Regions from separate parts of the Sus scrofa genome. Here region 1 is linked to region 2. A link is a contact called in public Hi-C data. All regions are on one chromosome and are shown on one strand. Each heading gives the region's core, a stretch centred on a gene start, on an enhancer-like site or on the middle of the called end of the contact. The rest is flanking DNA. Distances are from core to core; before and after follow the strand shown. Region 1 has its middle 250 kb from the start of FAM43A. Region 2 has its middle 50 kb from the start of FAM43A.

The links. A called contact is a pair of places that touch in the nucleus more often than the background predicts.
Region 1: a contact with region 2 is called in a Hi-C map of heart right ventricle, with 3 times the contacts expected there. The contact joins two enhancer-like sites. A contact is called at or near these places in 1 of 47 Hi-C or Micro-C datasets (heart right ventricle) and 2 of 2 datasets of contacts at active chromatin or transcription factors (alveolar macrophages and skeletal muscle).

Annotation. Positions count from the first base shown.
Region 1 is chr13:131,907,690-131,912,651 of Sscrofa11.1, forward strand. No RefSeq gene overlaps it. Among named protein-coding and RNA genes, the nearest start is that of FAM43A, 250 kb to the left of the region's middle. Within about 2 kb of position 3,137, at least 16 of the 83 cell types and tissues checked have an H3K27ac peak or open chromatin away from gene starts, as enhancers often do. A contact at or near this core is called in skeletal muscle, where this site is marked.
Region 2 is chr13:131,709,965-131,715,171 of Sscrofa11.1, forward strand. No RefSeq gene overlaps it. Among named protein-coding and RNA genes, the nearest start is that of FAM43A, 50 kb to the left of the region's middle. Within about 2 kb of position 1,472, at least 10 of the 83 cell types and tissues checked have an H3K27ac peak or open chromatin away from gene starts, as enhancers often do. A contact at or near this core is called in skeletal muscle, where this site is marked.

The sequences.
Region 1 (4,962 bases), core at 1,887-4,386, 200 kb after region 2:
TGGACAAGAAGGAACATCAAATTTATGACAATAATTTCCTAGGGAAAGGTAAGGAAGGAAATAGGATTGGATAATGATAAAATTGAGATTCAAATTTCAGGGATTTTTCTTTTTAAAGCTCCCTGTGGGAGTAGCCTGCAGCTGAGTCTTCAAATTTCACAGTGCTTAGCACCTTTCCCCTCTCTGATCTGCTTCTCCCACTCTTCCCTGTTTCTCCCAGGAGAACTTCCCTAATAAACCTTGTGCACGTGGGTCCTCATCCAGGGTCTGCTTCTAGGGAGCCCGTCCTAGGACAATGACCAATGGCATCAAGTCTCTCCCCCACTCTCCAGCCCGGCCCTCTTTGGTAGGCCGAAAAGTGGGCCCCCAAAGATCCTGATCTCCAGGGCCCGTGAATGTTACCTCATAGTGGGGGGAAAAAAAGAGTCTTTGCAAACATGACTAAATGAAAAGTCTTGAGAAGGGGAAACTATCCTGAATTACCTGGACAGGCCCTAAATGGATTGCATCTCCTTATTAGAGAGGTGGAAGGAGTTTTGATGCTGTACATAGAAGAGAAGGCCAGGTAAAGACAGATCAGGGAGAGAGACTTGAAGATGCCAGCCTTAAAGACTGGAGTGAGGGACCCACAAACCAGGGAATGCTGGCAACCACCGGAAGCTGGAAGAGGCAAGGAATGGATTCTCCCCTAGCGCCTCTGGAGGCAGCATGGCCCTGCTGGTACCTTGATTTTGGACTTCTATACTCCAGAGCTGTGACAGGATAAGTTTCCGTTGTTCTAAGCCACCCAGTTTATGGTAGTATGTTACAGTGGCCACAGGAAATGAATATGCGCTCCTCCTAATATAAACTCTACTTCCATCATACACACCATGGGCCAGGTCCTGTGCTAAACTTCTCACCCTGATTATCTGATTTAAGCCTCACAATAACTCTCTGGGGTAGTTAATTTACAGAAGAGAAAACTGAGGAATGGAGAGGTGAACTGACTTGCCCAGGGTGCCACAGAGCCAGGATTCAGACGCAAACACAGGCCAACTCCTGAGTCATTTTTCAAGTTCAGGTGGAAGGAAAAGATGGTATGTCCACCTCCTGCTGTGTGTCTGGGCCACAGGAAAAAGTGTCAGCAGTCTGGAACCAGACATCTCTCCACCCACCAGCCCCCCACCAAGGAAAGACTGTCCAGGACTGGCTGGTAAGCAAACCTTTCTGCCAGCGCTGAGCAGGGCAGATAGATGAGCAGCTGAGCAGATGGAGGGAGACAGGTGATAACTGTGCTGAGGACCTGCTCTGGAAAATGTCAATTCCCATCCCACCCCAGTATTTCAAAGGTGCCAGGTGCTGGAATCTTCTCACAAGAGTGGCTCATTTCAAAAAAAAGAAAAGAATGAAAAGAAATGGCCCAAACTATGCCTCATCTGAGAGCTGCATTCAATAAAGGGAAATTAAATTCCTAAGGAAGCAGGTGCTCTTTGGCCGGAAGGATGCCAAGAGGGTCCTGGAACCCTTGTCAGCCCTCAGGACCCAATTAGCCTCCCCTTGGAGTGCCAGGGTCTTTGGTGAACTCTCTTCTGGCTGGGAAAGAGGGTGCTGTGCTTTGATCCTGTCTGCCTGCCTGCCAGGGCCCCTCACTGGGAAATGTCCCATCTTCCACCACTCACGCCTCTGCCTCAGCTCACAGCCGTGATCTAGGGCCACGCTGCCACAGGAGGCCCTCCTAATCCTCACCCAGCCTTGACCTTGGTCTCCAGATATACCCCTCTTCCCCATATTCTTTGGGCAGAACATCACCAGAGAAAAATTGGACACAGCCTCTACCTTAAAGAACTTGAGGTTAGTGAGAAAGAGAAGCTTACACACAGAAACCTTTAACACAGGCCAGAATGTGGTCAGGGCTCTAATGCAGCTAGAGCTACCCTTTGTCATTGGCGTGTTTTCTCTGTATCGGTCACTGGCCTAATCCCATTGCCTACATGGCCACACCAAGTCTTTATGGGCCCTTTACCCCCATGGGGACTGTTGCCCCTGTGGAAGCAGCTGGAGGCTGGGAGGCTCAGGCCTTCACCTGAGAGGTCGGGCTCAAACACTCAAGGGATCTGGAATTCACTGGGAGCCCCCTATTCTCCTGCTTCCTTAGGGTAGACGCAGAGCCCCTTTCCCTCCTGCCTTCTCTCCTCCTTTGCTCCCCACGCCACACCACAGGGGCTTGCTTCATCCTGCAGCTGTCCCACAGCCCTGCTCAGCAAGTCCCAGTTGTCCTGAATGTTTACTTTCCTCTGAGCTACACAGATCTCTGTCTTGCTAGTCTTGACTGCTTTTCAAAGCCTAAATACGATGTGAAATTGTCAGTCCTTTAAGAAGCAGGATGATGGGGAAGGGGGATTGGAGGAAGGAAGCTGGACATGGGATGGAGAGGACCAAGCTTGTCTCTTAGTGAAGAGATTAAAGGACTGAAGGGGGCTTTCTGGGGAAACTGGGGCTCAGGATGGTCCAATAACTTGCCCAAAGCCACAAACCTTGTTAGAAGTGGAGCTGGGACCTCATCAGAAAGTGAGTGAGGATGAGAAGAGGGTTGTGGGCATACCAACCAGGCTGCACAGAGCCTGCCCCGGGGTGTTCACAGTCAGTGTTCAATGCCCCATCCCTGCTTCACAGGACTCCAGGGAGAGCCTAGAATCACAGTCCGAGGGAAGACAGACAGGAACTGTAAAGGCTGGACAGGCAGGGCTGGAGCTGCCCCAGGACCCACTGGCCCCTTGACCTCCTGCGGTACATTTCAGCATTATGAACACAGTAGGGCAGGATCCCCCCAGGCAGGGTACCAGACCCTGAGAAGGACACAGATAGATCAGTCATGCCCCTGACCTCCAGAAGTCCACAGCCTCCTGAGGGAGACAGACTGCTGCTCTGAAGGCCACACCAACCAGAACCCCTGCAGTAAGACATCAGGGTCAATTACCAAGTCACTGTGTCTGTGCTGGGCTGGAGCTGGGATTCCATACTCACCCTTGGCTTTGCAGGCTGGCGCTGTTAGCTCTGCTGATAGGGGGCGCAAGAGGGAGTCTACAGGCTGGAGGCGGGAGAGCCTGCTCGCTCTTTCCTGTTTGTTCCCCGTCTGCTTCCTGTGGGCTTCCTGTCTCTGTGAGCACCATCCCAGCACAATTTTTCCCTTGGCCCAAGACCGGGCCAAACTGGAGCAGCAGCTGACTCCAGTTTGCAGCTTTTCCAGCTCCTGTAGAACCTGTTTCACCCCACCCTGCCCCCCAAGGACACTGTCCACAGCCAGCTGGCGCCCCTGCTGGGAGTCTGGGCCCAGGCACAGGCCCCTCCCTCCTCCCAAGACTGAGTTCCAGCTCTGCAGGGCTCCTCCCTGTGCTTCTAAATGTTCCCTTTGCTCCCTCAGCCAGGGGAAAGTGGCTGCTTCCTAAAGTTTGTACCTCTGTCCCACCTTAGAGGTCTCCTTTTACCCTTGGGTTATCTAGTTAATAACTGGTTCTTTCTATTACATTTTCTCTATTCTGGTTACTGGACACTGACTGTTACCATATCTTTAATGGCTTCCTATTGCTTTGATCTCTCACAGTATCTGATCCCCCCCATCTGATAACATTGCCCCCTCATTTACTAACCGCTCTTCCCACCTGACCTGTTTCTATAGAATTCTATTTGACTGCCAATGGCAGTACCCTGTTGCCCTAACCTGGCCTGGATATGGTGTTGGTCCCAGATATGGGCATGTGGCCTAAGACAGCTGATGAGAACCTTCCCCTGGGACTTGTAGACAGCAAGGTCTCTCTCCTCTAGGGCCACTAACTGAAGTAGATTCAATTGGCTTGTCTGCAGCCTTGCCTCTCCTCTTTCCCCCACCCTCCACCCCATGCCAAATATTTCTATTTGTGGTAGAAAAAAAAAAAAAATGAAGACAACTCACAAAGAGAGAAAAGTGATTGAGTGTTGGTGAGAGACCTGACCACATCGCTGAGTCCTCAATCCAGAGGTGCCCCTTGTCCACTCCACTCATCTTGCCCAGTTTCCTGAGCCCACGGTTTTCCTTTGTGTGTAAGCGAGTGTGAGCTGGGTTTCTGTCACGTTTACCTGCAAGAGCCCTGACTAATATGGCTGAGGCGAAACTCCTCAGAACTGAGTTGTCTGGCATCAAGGTGAGTCAGGACCTCATGTAGTCAAATTCCCTACCAGGTCCGGCAACCCCCCTGCAACGTCTCCACCCCACCACAGACATGGGAAGACAGCTCACAGGTTCCTCTGGACAGACGCAAAGAAGCTCTAGAGAGAAAAACTAACCAGAGCATAAAAGGAGCTGATGGAGCTCCTGTTTATGAAAGTGCCTAGTTGTTCAATCGACCGTAGCTGAGCGGGACCAAGTTGAAGAAGCAAAATCTAAGAGGAAACCAAGTAGCAGAAGAATCAAGAATACAGCCCAATTTCCACCCCCCAGGGTCCTGAGTATAATGGTTTTTCTCCCTCCTGTGTATGTGGGAAAATATATAGATAATACATGTTATGTAATCATAGGATTGTATTAGTATTCCTTCTTTCTCTCATCAGGCTTCATTTGGAAATGTCGGACTTCAGCGCTTGCTGAGATAAAAACAATTCTATTCCAGAAGACCTTTCCCCTTCCTACAGGACCAGGGTCACAGGGGCCTTAGAGACCTCTGAGTCCACCCACCCCCACTCCCGGCCCCTGATAAGGAAACGAGGCTCCTCTCTGGATCATGCAGCTGGTGACCCTCCAGGTCAGAAACAGAGCCCAGGTCTCCTCTCAGAATGTCAGGAGTCTGATGGAACAGAAACCTCACAGAATTCAAGGGCCTTGCAGCCGCCACCCCTCAATGTCAATCTGACAGGGTATCCTGCAAGGTCCTTGGAGGAGGGACAGGGCAGCTGAGGGCCCTGGGGTCAGGCTTGCAGGGCCATCCTCTCCAGCTGTGATCATTTGTA
Region 2 (5,207 bases), core at 222-2,721:
AAAATTTTTTATTCTTCGTCTTTTGTCTTAGGGCCACACCCACGGCATGTGGAGGTTCCCAGGCTAATTGGAGCTGTAGCTGCCGCCTAAGCCAGAGCCACAGCAATGCCAGATCTGAGCCTTGTCTGCAACCTACATCACAGCTCAGGGCAACACCGGATCCTTAACCCACTGAGTGAGGCCAAGGGTTGAACCTGAAACCTCATGGTTCCTAGTCAGATTCTTTTCCGCTGCACCACGATGGGAACTGCTATTATGTGCTTTCTTGAACAATATGGAAACTAGTAGTTATTGAGCATTTACTATCTGCCTGGAACTCAAGTATCACCTCTTTCTAAAGCCTCTCTGATATTTCCTTATTTCCCAAATTCTGAACCTGAAAGGTCTTTAGCCCTCTTCTGACCACCAGCAGCGCCCTGCCCTGCCCCAAACTCTGGGCTCATGGAAAGCAAGGACTGAGTCTCCGTTGTCTCTGCTTGGCCCTCAGAAGATGCTTTATCAAAGTTCATTCCTTCATTCTCATTTCTGTCTGGAGAACTTTTCCTGCTTGGCCCCCGGCCTCATTTTTAGGGTCTGAACAATTAGACTTGCCAAAGCATCTCACGGGTTTACCTGCCTCTTTGGCTCTAGGAGGAAAAGGGGCTTCGGGGAGCAGCCAGCGCCAGCTAGCCTGGCCTGCCCAGTGTCTTCTCACCCTTGACCCTGGCCACTCTTCAGTAAGTGACAAATATTCACAAGAAGCGCTCACAGAGGAACAAGATTTTATAATTAACGCAGTATTTAAAAACCGGTGAGTTTATTTGATTTTCATAGTAGCCACAGTGGGTAGACCAGGGGAACACGGCTCAGAGAGGTTTCCATACTTCCCAAAGCCACACAGAAAGGTACAGAGCTTTTACTAGGACTTAGGGCTTTACTCCCTGCCTGGGGTTCACAACAGGGCCTAAAATTTTTGTTTGCTTGTTTGTTTTTTAATAGACTGTACTTTTTAGATATGTTTTAGGTTCATAGCAAAATTGGGAAGTACAAAGAGTCCCTACAGGGCCTTATATTTTTACAAAACCTAAAAAGTTCCTTCAGGAGTTCCCATTGTGGTACAGGGGAAATGAACAGACTAGTTAGTATCCATAAGGATGTGGGTTAAGGATCCATTGTTGCCATGAGTTGTGGTGTGAGTTGCAGATGTGGCTTGGATCCTGTGTTGCTGTGGCTGTGGTGTAGGTTGGCAGCATTAGCTCCAATTTGACCCCTAGCCTGGGAACTTCCATATACTGCAGATGCAGCCCTAAAAAGACAAAAAAAAAAAAAAAAAAGTCCTTTGCATCTATGATTTCACTTGTTAGAGACACAGAGAGACTATCAGCCTAGAGAGGGAAGGGATTTGGCTGTGGCCACATAGCAAGGTAGTGACATCTGACTGGGGTGAGGGGCCAAGCATCTTTCCAAGGGCTCAGAGGGGCTGGCGTCATTCAGAAAAGCAGCTGGGTGGTGAGTGGAAGGGGGTGGGCACTGGGCCTGCTTTTCCTCAGTGTGTCACCAGCCCCTCTCACTTAGGTCCTGGCACAAGAGAGACATCCAGATCTGGTTCTCTGAGCTCTTCCATCCTGAAGGAAAATTCTAGTGGCTCCATTCAGGGCAGAAAACCAATACACACAAGAGTAGCTTTTTAAGAAAGATTCAATTGATAGGTTGAAATCGCCGCAGGGCCACAAGACAATTAGCGGGTACTGGGCTCCAAGCTCTGAGCAGATGCCATCCTGGTTGGGAGCCAGGCTCTGGGAATAGAAACGCTGGCCCTTCTGTACCCATCCTGGCAGGGCCTCACTAGGCAGCTGGTATCCAGCCAGCCACTCCCCTCCGCTGCCAGCACTGCACAGGCCCCAGGAGAATGGAAACGCAATTTGCCGAAATTCACAGCTCATCTTTTGAGAGTAGATAGAGGCGGCCTTCTCGGGTGGGAAATAGTACATTATCAATCTGCCCCTTGAGGGCAGGCCCTGCTCGCTTTTACTAACCAGCTTATCCTGTTCAAGAAAAAAAATGATCCAGTGACCTCTTTTCAAGAACGAGAAAGCAGACTTTATTCAGAGAGACCAACATGGTAGGTGGAAGTCCCATTGCAGTGGGGCAGGAAAATTGAGTTCAACTCCAAATACAGCAAGAGCACAAGGGGGTTTACAGCCAGGGAGCAGGGTGGGATCTACGGATGGAAAATTACTAAGAGGAAACATTGGGCAAAAGGGGGGTTGAGCTGCCTCAATGGAATTCTTGCTGAAGGAGACCAGGGTGATCAGATATCAGCAGGGGTGGGGTGGGGGGGCGGTGGAGGGTGAGTCTAATTCTGATCACCGGCTCCAGTGTGTGGCACTCCCACCACCAAGCAATTCTCCCACCAGCTGGGTGTCCTACGGTTGGACTCCGTTCTGACACCATCTACCTCGAGATGGCATCAGGTTCCCAGGCGAAGGGCTCAGTCCCACAAGACTGCCTTGACTCAGGTGCCAAACACAAGTCCAGGGCATCACCCGTGCTTCCGACTGACTGGCAATCAATCAGAGGTTCCCACTCCCTTCCTTTGCTAGAGTAGCTCCCAGAACTCAGAGAAAGATCTTATTTAGTACATTCTGGTTTACTGTAAAAGGGTGTGTCTCAGTGACAGCCAGGTGGAAGAGAAGCACAGGACAAGGCCCAGGGAAAGATAGCAGAGCTTCCATGCCCTCTCCAGGCACCACCCTCCCAGCACCTCCACGTGCTTTAGAAGCTCTTGGAATCCTGTCCTTTTGGGTCTTTATGGAGGCTTCACTACAGAGGCAAGATTGATTAAATCTTTGGCTATTGGTGATTGATTCAACCTCTAGCCCCTCTTCCCTCCCCTGGATGCTCCAATGCCTTCAATCCCAGAGTCGGTTCCCCTGGCAATCAGCCTCCATCCTTAGGTGACTCCAAAAGTCACCTCATTAACATCAACTCAAATGCAGTTGAAAGCGGTTTGTTATGAGCATTCAGACACCTCTTATCACTTAGGACATTTCAAGGATTTGGGGTGCCCTGTGTCAGAAATGGGGAGCAAGAGCAAATGCATATTTCCTGTTGTAAATCACAATATCACAGTGAGGACCCTGACTAGACGTCAGGAATGATAAGATATGGAAGAGGAGGGATTCTGGCTAAACTGACCCAGTAGGATTCTTGCCAAAATTGGACAATGCGGAGACAAGCAAAGAAGTCAAGAAGGGAATCTTTGTCAATCCTCAGGGCTAAAACCAGCCCCGAACATATAACCCGTGTTTTAAAATGTTTGTTTATTGACTGCACACATGCTGAAGCCGGGAAAGGAGATTTCACTACATTTCCAATCCAGCATCTTTATATCTGTAGGACCTTGGTGGGTTCTGATTGAGTGCCTGGTGTCAATATCAGGAATAAAGGGGCTTTTACGGTCAGGCTTGATTTTAGAGGAGGCCCAGAGGATAAGGGGATGGAGGTAGTTTTTTCTTTCTTTTTTCCTTTTTTAGGGCTGCACCTGTGGCATATAGAAGTTCCCAAGCTAGGGGTCAAATAGGAGCTGCAGCTGCTGCTCTACGCCACAGCCACGCCTGATCTGAGCCACATCCTCAATCTATACTGCAGCTTGTGGCAATGCTAGAGGGATGGAGGTAGTTTTAAAGGGGAGAAGTAAGATGGGCATGCAGGAGGAAGGAAAAGAGACCCCAGAGAGATGTCTTGAACATGGGAGGAGGGCCTAGGGCTTAACTGTATACAAGGGCTTGTGGAAGTAATTTTGTTACTTAGCCATTCACCAAACATGTGTGTGCCTCTTCTTTGTGATGAGTTTCCTGGAAAAGCGTTGCAGCTCTCTGGAGAGAAAGGGCTCCTCCCCAGTAGATTCTTTCCAGGGAGTCTTTGAAAGCATGGCTTGCAATCCAGGCATGTAGAAGGCAAAGGCAGAGCATGCCATGGCTGCACCCCACGCCCACCGCCATCCCCTACCCCAGCTGAAAAGAGCTCTATTGGAACCACTTCTGCCTACTGATAAGGACATGGTCCCAGGTACGCGGATCAGGCCTGCCGTGTGGTGCAGAGGAAGGGCGGAGCTGCTCAGAGAATCTCTGGAGGAGGCGTGTGGATGTGGGGGCAGGCGCCAAAGGGTGGGGCGGACCTTGCCATGCGGAGAGCAGCAGCGTCCAAGATGAGGAGGTAGCACTGTGTGAGGAGCCAGTCCCTCCTGTTTGAGGTGAGTGAGAGGTGGCAGCTGAAGTTGGGAATCTTCGCCTGGGCCAAATCCAAGATTTCTGTGTCCTTCCTTTTGATTTTTTTTTTTTTTTTTGACTTCTAGTGGAGAGGATTATGTTAATCACACTCTCCAGTTCATGACACGTTGTCATCATTGGTCCCTACAAATCCCCTCTCTATTTTCCTTATGTAGTCCTGTTTCCCCATCTCTAAGCCACGTATTCTAATATGCTCGACGTCTTTTGTTCTGTGTGTATGTATTCTTGTATAAGGTGCATTGCTGGTGAATTGCTTGGAAGGCCTGTTGATTTAATGTATGTAAATGAGTTTGGGTTTTCGCTGTCTCATTCTGCTTCTGACTTTTTATTCGGCACTGTGGTTTTAAGAACCATCCATCCCATTGTGTGTCTGGTCAGGGACTTCTCATTGCTGCATCGCACTGCATGAAGTCTCGCCACAACATTCTGCCTGTCTGTCCCCCTGGGCTGGCCACAGTGCCCACAGCCGGCTCCTTCATAAACGAGTGCCGGGGCGAGAGCTGCCTTTGGGCAGGCTGGTGACCTCACGGGGTTGACACAAGCTCCTCAGCGAACACAAAACTTGTGAGCTCAGCTGGATGTGTCCAGCCAGAGCGGAAGTGGCTGTGACTTCAGGTCCCAAGGGACGAGCAAGGCTGCTGACAGGCTGTCCATGTTCGTGGTAGCCATGTAATGTGGCCATGCATGGGACAAATATTAGGTCTCAGTCCTGGCTCTGAAAGGACAATTGTTCTTTATGCATAAGAGGAAGTTTAGGAAGCAAATCCAGGATGTCTGTTTTCCTGAAGGTCGGCCTGTGAGTAAACACAGTCTTTGGTTTGATGCAGGGTTGGGGGAGGGGCAGTGCAAACTCACAGCAACCAAGAGGGGATGGAATGAAACTGGGAAAGTGTGTGTGTAAGAGAGAGAGATACAGAGACAGAGATGGAGTCAGAG